4 separate regions of the Gossypium hirsutum genome follow, and all the other regions are linked to region 3. A link is a contact called in public Hi-C data. All regions are on one chromosome and are shown on one strand. The core of a region is the stretch at or near the end of the contact, and the rest is flanking DNA. Distances in the headings are between cores, read along the strand shown.

The links. Hi-C and Micro-C count contacts between places; a contact is called where the count stands out from the background.
Region 1: a contact with region 3 is called in a Hi-C map of leaf, with 2.6 times the contacts expected there. The contact joins the promoter of LOC107917076 here to the enhancer-like site in region 3. A contact is called at or near these places in 2 of 34 Hi-C or Micro-C datasets (both in leaf).
Region 2: a contact with region 3 is called in a Hi-C map of leaf, with 2.5 times the contacts expected there. The contact joins the promoter of LOC107922067 here to the enhancer-like site in region 3. A contact is called at or near these places in 2 of 34 Hi-C or Micro-C datasets (both in leaf).
Region 4: a Hi-C map of leaf shows a contact between it and region 3, with 3 times the contacts expected there. The contact joins two enhancer-like sites. A contact is called at or near these places in 16 of 34 Hi-C or Micro-C datasets (anther, hypocotyl, leaf and 1 more).

What each region holds. Positions count from the first base shown.
Region 1 is chrD01:17,545,553-17,548,252 of Gossypium_hirsutum_v2.1, reverse strand. LOC107917076 (cytokinin riboside 5'-monophosphate phosphoribohydrolase LOG1) reads left to right here and starts at 1,419. Exons shown (of 7, transcript XM_016846461.2): 1 at 1,419-1,963; 2 at 2,220-2,317; 3 at 2,405-2,435; 4 at 2,521-2,620; 5 at 2,695-2,700. The coding sequence starts at 1,850.
Region 2 is chrD01:17,971,998-17,974,697 of Gossypium_hirsutum_v2.1, reverse strand. It overlaps LOC107922067 (probable methyltransferase At1g29790), which reads left to right and starts at 1,381. Exons shown (of 1, transcript XM_016851899.2): 1 at 1,381-2,700. The coding sequence starts at 1,599.
Region 3 is chrD01:17,763,416-17,766,115 of Gossypium_hirsutum_v2.1, reverse strand. No RefSeq gene overlaps it. Among protein-coding and RNA genes, the nearest start is that of LOC121213893, 9.0 kb to the left of the region's middle. Within about 2 kb of position 1,260, at least 7 of the 9 cell types and tissues checked have an H3K27ac peak or open chromatin away from gene starts, as enhancers often do. A contact at or near this core is called in hypocotyl and leaf, where this site is marked.
Region 4 is chrD01:17,630,353-17,633,052 of Gossypium_hirsutum_v2.1, reverse strand. No RefSeq gene overlaps it. Among protein-coding and RNA genes, the nearest start is that of LOC121214099, 15 kb to the left of the region's middle. Within about 2 kb of position 1,287, at least 9 of the 9 cell types and tissues checked have an H3K27ac peak or open chromatin away from gene starts, as enhancers often do. A contact at or near this core is called in hypocotyl and leaf, where this site is marked.

The DNA of each region.
Region 1 (2,700 bases), core at 170-2,669, 220 kb after region 3:
CTCTCCTCATATCGTACAAAAAGGATCTTAACCCTTCCCTTCCAACTCTTTTAAATATAAAATAAGACTCCTGAATCTTTTTATTTAATCCATCTCTTTCCAACCTTATGGATACCCAAGTGTTGTAAATCCCTATTTTAGAGTTGTTTTAGGTAAATTTTTTTCCAGGAGTTAATACATGTGCACGTACACTTCCTCAATAGCTTTCGGCCTCTCTGATCATATAGTTGTCCAAGTGGGACAGACTAGAATTCATGGTATCACGTGTCCACAATTCGACTTGTTCCTTTTTTTAAAAAGATGAAATCTAATAATTTCTTTTTCTCCAATTTCCAAGATCTCCCTCCCACCTTCATCATCAATTTGCAATTTTTCTTAGTTTGCAGGCAGCCTGTTTTCATTGTCAAACATTTAGTTTTTTCTTACATAATTAACATGGGCAGATTATATATAATCTCCAGCTTGTGGGACATTTACTATCAAAGGACAAACTTCTCTCTCTCAGAAATTATTGAACAATTAATTATTGTCCCACTGCACCAATTGTTTTTCTTTTTTTCATTTCCAAAGGTTAATTCAACCCCACAGAAACAAAGGAGACCAAATTCCAAAATTCAAACTGTTTATTCTAAGATAATGTTTGATTACCATGTTGTTTTAAGCCAAGATCCTCGGCTAAAGATTTTGATTTTTTTTTTTAAACGAGAAAAAGTGTGGTGGAGCAATCTCTGATTTTGTTTAATCTCTTTTTTGTCTTTCATATTCCTATATAAAAGTGTTGTCACGTCAATATTTTATTCTAAAACACTATATTTCCAATTAAGACTAATCTCTTCCATTTGTCTTATCCAATCATTTTAATTAAAAGCTTGTCAAATTATTTTCTCTCTATATAATTTGTTACAACGTTTTTTTTAAAATTCAATTAATTTATATTAAAATTTATCACACTAAAAAATTTGCCTTTAAGAAAATAATGTATCATATATAAATGGCAGTATTTCCCTTTATTAAAAATAAAAAAAAGCAAATGGACTTTTTATAATGATGAGAAACTACATAAATAATAATGGGTATGTGAATGCTGTTTTTTTTACATAATAAATTTGTTGGTTATATCTTTTTTGAATTTAATAAGATAAAAATAATTGTATTTTCTTAATTAGGGCTGATTTGATAATTTTTCCACTTAAATTGGTATCTAGTAACTTATTTATTAGAAAATATGAAATCTTCTCTTTTTTTTTTTAAAAAAAAAAAACTACGATGGGGATTACAGTGTAACAGAAAAAGATAAAAGAATATAATTTATTTTTTCTAAGTTTGATATATTATTGCCTAAATTAAAAACATTGAATAGATCATCATGCAAAATGATAGCGTATATATATATATATGATATGGAGTGGGAATGAAGGAGTAAATAGATTTGGGGAGTATAAGCTAGTGTTTATTGGTTGTTGGAGTTGATCATCTTAGATAAGTGTGCGAGTGAGCCATTTTAATTTAAATCAGTGAGAAACTATCGTGAATTGAGGCGTAGTTGAATCCACAAAACAAGGGAAAGGGGAGGGATAAAATTACAAAGAGAATAAAATGATAGCTCAACCGAGCCTGCACAGTGTTTGAAATGAGAAGAGTTTGACAGGGACGTAGGGAGGTGATGTGTTGGATTGTGGGGCAATGGGGGGAATTCAGTGTGATTTCATATATAAAATGGCAAACCATCACACCATTTTCTTTCATTCCTCCCTGTACTTTTGGCCTTTGATTTCTCAACAGTTTGCTGCTGACTCTTGTTGCACTGAGCAAACAGGAACCAGAATTACTATTTGAAGCCTTTCCTATTATGGAAAATCATCGCCACAATTCAAGATTCAAGCGTGTATGCGTCTTCTGTGGTAGCAGTCCTGGCAAGAATCCTAGCTACCAGCTTGCTGCTATTCAACTTGGCCAACAACTGGTACATATAAATTCTGGGTTCTTCTCTTATTACTTTGAGAAAACTTGTTTTGCAGTTTGAGTTTTGATTATATGTATCAACGGCTGATGAGTTGTAAAGTCATCGTCTGATTTGCTCCGTGATGGTTTGGAATAGAGGAGGAAATTAATGTGGAAAAGCTGAAACGAATAAAATAGTGCGGTTTACTGTATGTAAAGGAGTAATTGCAGAGAATTAAAGACGTAAAGTTTAATAATGGATAAAATAAAACGTGCAGGTTGAAAGGGACATTGACTTGGTTTATGGTGGAGGAAGCATTGGCTTGATGGGGCTCGTCTCTCAAGCAGTCTTTGATGGCGGCCGTCACGTGTTGGGGTAAATTGTACTGTTATTCTACAGTTTGAAGTTTCAGTTGCAGGCCAGGGACTATAATTTTAACCCTTTTCTTTCAATTCCCTGTAGGGTAATTCCCAAGACACTGATGCCAAGAGAGGTAAAAATCAACACTAATTGAACTTGGGTCTCCAGTTGATTATCAAAAACCCTTCTTTATAAAAATTTGGATTGTTTAATTTCAGCTAACAGGCGAGACCGTGGGAGAAGTAAGAGCTGTATCAGGAATGCACCAACGTAAAGCTGAAATGGCTCGTCAAGCTGATGCCTTTATTGCCTTACCAGGTTTGTTAGTTTGTTTTTGTAAAATCCCAATTTTGTTTTTAATTACCAAAATTTGATTTTATTTCAACTCCCAGGTGGTT
Region 2 (2,700 bases), core at 132-2,631, 210 kb before region 3:
TTACTAAAAATATTAATATATATGTAACTATTATTATACTATAGATTATAATAAAAGGTATAATATTATATGATATTATAATGTTTAATCATCGATGTATGTATATAAATTATTAATATATGATATGATATAGCATTATATAAAATAGTAGAAAGACTAACTTTTAAATGTATGAAAAATATAGGGGTTTAGAGCATATTTCAACTATTATAATAATGAACAATAATATTTAATAATAATGTACTACTATTATATATAACTATTATATTATAGATTATGATAAAAGATATAATATTACATAATATTATAATTTTAATCATTGATGCATATATAAACTATTAATATATTATAAACTATATGATATGATATAACATTATACAATATAGTAGGCTGGTTAACTTTCGAATGTAGGAAAAGTATAGAAACTTAGAACATATTTCTATCAGTATGATAAACAATAATATATGATAATAATTCATATATTGTGTACTACTCTACTATTATAGTATGTGATATAGTATTATATAATAAAATGATATATTTTATAAGTATTATTATATTATAGATTATAATAAAAGATATAGTACCAATAGTTATATGTAATTTTGTATAGTTTATAATTATAACTACCACCACATAAAATATTATTACAATATATTATTTTTTAAATTGTGTTTAGGTATTGAATTTAATTTCTTTTTATTTTGGACTTGAGATTTAGGCTATAATTAGTTTAGAGTTTATTATTTGAATTTGGGTTTAATATAATATATTTGAGATTTGGAATAAATATTTTAAAATATGAGTGTTAGCTTAAATTTAACAAAAAAGATAAAAGGCTATTCAATTGTCGATAATATAATAATGAACAATAAAAGATATTTTTGTCAATTCATATAATATCATAAAATAATAAATTTTACATTTAATAATCACTTTAATTATTTTATATAAAATAAATTTATTAAATATATATAATTATATTTTTCATAAGAATTAAATTATGTTGTGATTATATAAAAGTAGAATAAATTGTTATATTTAAAATTTAAATATTTAAAATTTATAAAAATTTAAAATTATCTAAATCCGTAAAAGCCCCCCTAGCTCTATCCAAACCCAAATCCCAACTACTCTAGTCCTAAATAAACCCATCTAAATCGGTCCGTTTGCCAGCTCTACCGAGGATGCCCATTGCCCATTAGATTTTTATGTAGCTTTACTGGTATGTTTTCTTTGTCTTGATGCTGCCACGTGTACGGATAAAAATTACCTCTATATTATCAATTTCTTATACTAACTAATTAGGAGCCGTTGATATAGCTTACTTTATAGATTTGATCTTTATAATAAACCCAAGCCAACCGACAGACTCGCTTTCCACAGAGTTAGTGTCTTAAATCCATAATTTCCTTGCACAGGTGGTAATAAAAAAGATGGTCTTTTTTTTTTTTTAATCTCAACTTGTTTCCAGTTCACAAATCTAAGTCGCAAAAAGATTAAAAAACCCCATTTTTATTTATTTCCCAACTCTTGCTTTAGGCTTCACTCTCTAGCATAGAAGCAAAGAGGTAGGAAAAGAAAAGCAAAGGCAAGATATGGGTTCGGTTTCACTGAAAACTGGAGATGGAACAGCTAGATTCAAGAGAGCAACCCTTTGTTCTTCAGCTGTTAACATTCTCATGCTTTTCTCAGTTATTACAACCAATCTCTTTGCTTTATATGCCTTCACGTTTTCACCAAAACAACACTTAGACAACCCATTTCACCATCCTCACAGAAACATCTCTCTGATCTCTCAACATGTCTCTTTGATTATAAAAGAGATCGATTCTTCTCAGAGGAAGCTTGCTCAAATGGAAAAAGAGCTCCTTGGTTATGACACACTTGATCTTTCAAGACCCAATCTTGCTACTGAGCTCAAGTTGTTTTTGCAACATCATCAGCTTCCTTTGGGGAAGGATTCCAGAACTGGGATCACTGAGATGGTGGCTTCTGTGGGACATTCTTGTGAGAAATCTGCTGATTTGTTGTCCCAGTACATGAGTTACAAGGTTTCTGGACCTTGTCCTGATGACTGGAGTCTTGCGCAAAAGCTAATCTTGAAGGGATGTGAGCCTTTGCCGAGAAGGAGGTGCTTTGCCAAGACTGTTCCTAAGCCAGGTCTTACTTCTTTACCTGTTTCTCTATGGAAACCTGTTAGTGATAAGATCGTTACTTGGAGTGGTCTTGGTTGCAAGAATTTCAACTGTTTGAATAGTAAAAAATTGAGTAGGGATTGTGTTGGTTGCTTTAATTTGACTAACGGATATGAGACTCAAAAATATGTCAAGGCTAGAAGCAAGAATGATTTTGTTATGGATGATGTGTTAGCTCTGGGGAGTGGTGGGATTAGAATTGGATTTGATATTGGAGGTGGTTCTGGGAATTTTGCTGCTAGAATGGCTGAGAGGAATGTGACTGTGATTACTAACACCTTGAATGTTGATGCACCACATAGTGAATTCATTGCTGCAAGAGGCCTTTTCCCCTTGTTCTTGAGCTTGGACCATAGGTTCCCTTTTTATGATAATGTGTTTGATTTGGTTCATGCCACAAGTGGGTTAGATGTTGAAGGTAAGCCAGAAAAATTGGAGTTCTTGATGTTTGATTTAGATCGTATATTAAGGGCAGGTGGCTTATTTTGGTTAGATAATTTTT
Region 3 (2,700 bases), core at 11-2,510:
AATTAGAAGAAAAAAAACTCATTGTTTTCGTTAAAAATGTTTTGTAAAATTAAAAATGATGAAAATAAGGTTTTAACTTTAAATGAATTGAATCTGGTTCAAACTCGTATAAATATAAAAATATTCTTTTTCTTCTATAATTTTACAAATATTAAATTTAGTATCGCGGTTCGAATTTATATAAATATAAAGATTTTATTTTATTTCGTACCAAATATGTTTTCAATAATATTTTTTTTATTTTCAAAAAATTGAAAACAATTTTTAAAAAAAATAGAAAATACTTTTAGAAATCAAATAGAGGTTAAATTTATCATGGATTGCTGATTTTAATTCCAATTATTATACAATTACCCACTCAACTATTAATGTATTTCAATTTTGATTATCAAATTATAAAAATATTAATTAATGTCTTTTAAATTAATAAATTTTTTAATTGATATAATTACACATTTAATCCTCAACACTACACATTTTACCAATTTATTCTTAATTAAATTATTCAACAAATTCAACTGTCCATGTTTACAAATTCTTCTTCTCTCTAACTATCGCTTCCCCAGCCACCACGACAACTAACTACTCGTTCACCCCTGACAGCCACTGTTTCTTATTGTTGTTCTCGCATCACCATTGTTATCCTTTTTCAGTGGCGCCGCTGCATCAGCCGCCTCTTCTTCCGCCATCTAGTTCGCATCACAATCGCTTTCCCTATCTCGATCGCAGTTGTTCATTCTTCTTCTCCTTTGATTCTCATCACCCAAAAGGAAAACCCAGAAAGATCAAATTCTCTGTTCTATTCCTTTATTCTCTTCTATTTTGATTTCTCTGCTGTATCCCTTTATTCTCTTCTATTTCTTCTCCTAATGATGCCCCCAAAGTACACCAATTTTTAAGAAAAAAAGGAAATTAAAATAGAAACGGTTAGGAATTATTATAACTAGGCCATTTTGTTTTATTTTACAGTGTTTTCTAGTGGTACTATAAACATCCTTGTGTAGCTGGAAGGAGCTTTGGTTGGACGTGGTGGAAATGTTAATGTAGGAGCGTTGATCAGTGTAATGGTGCGGCTTGCCTGAAGGCTTGCTTGCGGCCTGGAGTTGGGAGAACAATAGAGCTTTGAGGAGTGGTAGTGGACGCAACTGTGGGTGTTGAGTTTTGTGTTGGGTAGTGTGTGCTTGGTGGTTGGAGCAATGGCTTAAGGCTGATGGTGGTAAAAGGCATGGGGTAGTAGGTGTTGTGGAGAGTTTGATGGAGGCGCAAAGCAAGGCTATGAGAGAGGGGCGGTTGGTGGTCGACACAAGGCCGGGCGGCTGGTGGCTGAATCAGAAGAAAAGAAGAATTTAGTGGTCAAAATAAAAATTGATTGGTGAAAAAAGTTTTAGGACTAAATTGATTAAATTTATCAATATAGAAGGTTAAATTTGTTGAATTATTTAGAATTAGAACTAAATTGATAAAATATTTAAATGTTGAGGACTAAATGTGGTATTATACCAATTTTAAAAAGAATGTTAGTGACAAAATAGAATGTTTTTGCTAATAATTTGGTAACTAATTATATAGTTTAGCCAACATTGTTTAAAGTTGTAAGTTCTTTCATATTTTTAGTGAAGCAAATGTATGGGTCCAAAAGCCTATGTCCTTAAAGCTAGGCCCAAAACCTGGCTATGGGTATAAAGAAGCCTGATAGTGTCACTCACTAGCCTGCCTACGCTTGCTGCTTCACCCACTAATTCTTGCTTAACTATTCAGTATATAACATTTTTGTAAAATATGAGAAAAAAATTCATCTCAGAATACATAAGATGTCAACTATTTGGAGATGCGAGTCAAGATAAAATATAGAAGAGGAATCATGACCATTATTTGACTTGACATAGTCATTTTTATTGTGTTCTTTTAAAAAATAGCAAATTTAAATTTTTTGAAGAATCTAATTATGAAATATTTTATTTTTAACTGTAAGGAAAATAAAATAAATGTATTCTCTCAATGTTTTTGTTATCAATTAGTTGTTTTCATTGGTAGGTAGATTATAATTATTTTAATAAATATATATTAAAATTTTATTAAGTAATTAAAATATAACTGTAAGAATTTTGTTTTGACCCAAGGATATTCACCAATTGAAGTAATGCATTTTGACAGCCTGGTTAACGGCTTCTTTGGAACAAATCAGTGTAACCTTACCTCCACAATTCAACACGATTTAACTAAGTGTTTCTTTTAGATTTTTGAAAATTGCAAGTTGAATCTTTATTTTAAAATCTAAAAAATAGATGGATTGGAATCTAAAATTTTGAAAAGTATAGGAACCTAGAGTACATTTTAACCGAAGCAGAAGAATAGAAGTTATGGGGAAGAGACGGGCTAAAGCCAACCCCAATTGGTATATTTTGCTTTCCATTTTTCATCTTAACATTTTTTCCTACCAACATAAAATATGTACATATAACACTAGAAGTTTACAATTAGACCTAGCCAATTTTTTTCGGTTTTTGTAATTCTATTCGGTCCACTCAATCTTTTCTTAATCGCAATTTCATCCGGTTTAATTTAAATTATGTGTATAATTATATTTGGGGCAAACAACAACAATAGTCATTTAACTATGCACTTCATTCTATTTTACTCATTCAAGTATTAATTTTTTCGATTTAGTCACTCAACTTTTTGAAATTAAATATTTTAGTT
Region 4 (2,700 bases), core at 38-2,537, 130 kb after region 3:
AACTGGAAATCTCAAACCTTCCCGCAAGTCCTTGCGTTTCTACTGATTCTGGCTTCCATACACAAAATAAATAAAGATCAGTATTGAAAAAGACATAGGCCAAACTCGAGTCAAAATAAATTGAGAATGACTGCGAACCACCTTAACACGGATAGAATCCTTCCAACCAATCCAAATACCCCCCGAATAACCTATCGCCTCCATAGGATAAGAATACAGAAAAGCTAAATTTGTAATAATATTATCTGCTTTGGTTTCACTTACTCTTCGCTCAAGCAAACTAATATCAAGTTTATATTCAAAGTTGTATTCCCGAAAAATACGAGAAAATTTAACACTAGCGCAGCCTTGACAATTTCAAGAAAAAATTGTAAAATTCATAAAATAATTACAAAATTTAGTGATCATACCATTACTACCAATAAACAGTATCCCCATCCACGGTCAAATTTGCGACTTCCTGAGCATTATTTTCTTCTTTACTGGGAGCCTGGGATGAAAGAAATTATGCCATCACCTTCATAAATTCTACTAAGAGAATACGCGAGTTCTCGGAAGATTTAAACTGACTCCCTCAACCTCGCAACACATTAGAAACCTTTCGGCTACTTCAGTCGCTAATGTCTTTACCATCACTCTTTCTTTCTTTAGAAATAGAAATACCCGCACTCAAACTCTCCTGAGGAAGGTTAACCGAGATACCTATTTTTTATGCGAAATTTCATTAAAACTTACCGTTGAATGCTTTCCGAGGTCCAAGACTCCATCAGAAATAAAGACTAAAGTTCCTTCAGATTCTTCAAAGGTGGGGTTGTAGTGTGCCTTAACACCCCCAAAATTTTTAGAACTATTGTTCACTTGAACCCCTGTGTCTAAAACGCCTTAATCAACACCTTCAATTTCCACACCCTCATCAGTTGAAATATGTTGTGCCAAACCTACATGTCCAACAAATAATTTAGAGTTAGAATTGTAATTATCATTATTAATGAGCTCTTTATTAACTTGTCCAAACCCAACAGCCATCATAGAAATATCCTCCAAATCACCCAAAGTTTTGGCCCACTAACAATTCTCTCAGCCTGCACCAAAGATGAAACCCAAATCCCCTTTAGACAATTCTTAACCCACTAACAATTTTTTTTCTCATTAACAACAAAATTTTTGGCCTTAACAGGCCCCATGGAGAACCCAAAAGTCATTCGGCCCAAGGAAGCAACACCCCTAGCACCCGAACCAGCGTCATTAGCAGGCCTTATGAAATACCCAAAGTCTACACTATTCTTTCAGCCTGCACCAATGATGAAACCCAAATCCTCTTTAGACCCTTCTTAACCCTAATATTGTTACCACCTAAACCCCCACAATCATTTTGCCTAACATTTTCCATCGGAATTTCTTCAGTAGTAGCAGCAAACTCAACGCTCATCTCCCCCACCATATTTAACGTCGTAAACCTAGATCCTAATGGTTTCTTTTGAGATTTCGCCGTATCATTAGCCTGTGTGATCCGTTGCCCACGCTGCGATCTCCTCTCAACCAACATCCACGATCCATACTCTGACCCTCTCTTCTCTACAACTCCTCTAATTGCTCCGCCTAAGTTTGCAACCACCACATCAACAGAACATTCCAAATTCGGATCCACAACCACCGACGAGCATAAATCCTTTACATGCTCGTACTTACCACAATAGAAACAAGCTATTGGAATAGCCTCATATTCCACCCATTGAACGGCGCCATCAACCATAACTTGAGACACCAGTGGCTTCTCGAGGTTGATAAACACAGCCAATCGAGCGAATCGAACTCTAGTTCAGTTATCAGTCTAGAAATCCAACTTAACTACTTTTCTGACCAGCCCCCCGATAGCCTCCACAATTTTCCATTTGGACATAAAGCCCTAGAGCCCTGGTAACCGGATCCAAGCCATCACCATACTGGGATATGGCTACAATGGACTGAAATCCTTAGTTCAAGGTTGAACGATAAGATACTACCCATAAATGATCCATGGTCCTTGAGTCAAGACATGATTATAAACATTCTTATTCTGAAACCGGACCAAATAATACCCGTTTTCTATGTCCATGAGATGAAAAGATTTTACAAGTTTCCATAGGCTGATTATTTAGTTGTGGAGAGCATTGTAACCAATACGTCGCCCTAATAGTTTGAGAACAATTGTTAATTCCATCTCCTTAAACATGATTTCTTTAACACGGTTTGAGAAAGTGATAGCTGGGATCCCATTGACAATAGTCGTTCGCACATCTCCTTCCAACAATTCAAGATCACTATCCCTTCCAACGCAAGGAGTATTACAATCCATCTCGGAGTTAACTGTTCCTCCCCCCAAAAGCTTGTCCTTCCAAGACAGTGTTAAAGTTGGATTTGGATCCACAGCCATAACAACAACCTCTCCATCGAGTCCTTCCTTGAATCTCACTTTTTTGATATTTCGATCCCCATCAGAATGAGAATTACAGTCTTCTCCGTTGCCGAAAATTTGTAAATTTTGAAAGCTTTAGACAAGCATATTTTTCAATTGGTCTTAAACAAATCTGTATCTCTGTCTTTAGCAAATTTTAATATAATTGGGAGGGTCTACGGAGACAATTTATATTTATGTGATTATTGTTATTTGCGCCACGATTTAAAGTTTAAAGCAGACATGCTTTCATTTAATATAAACCT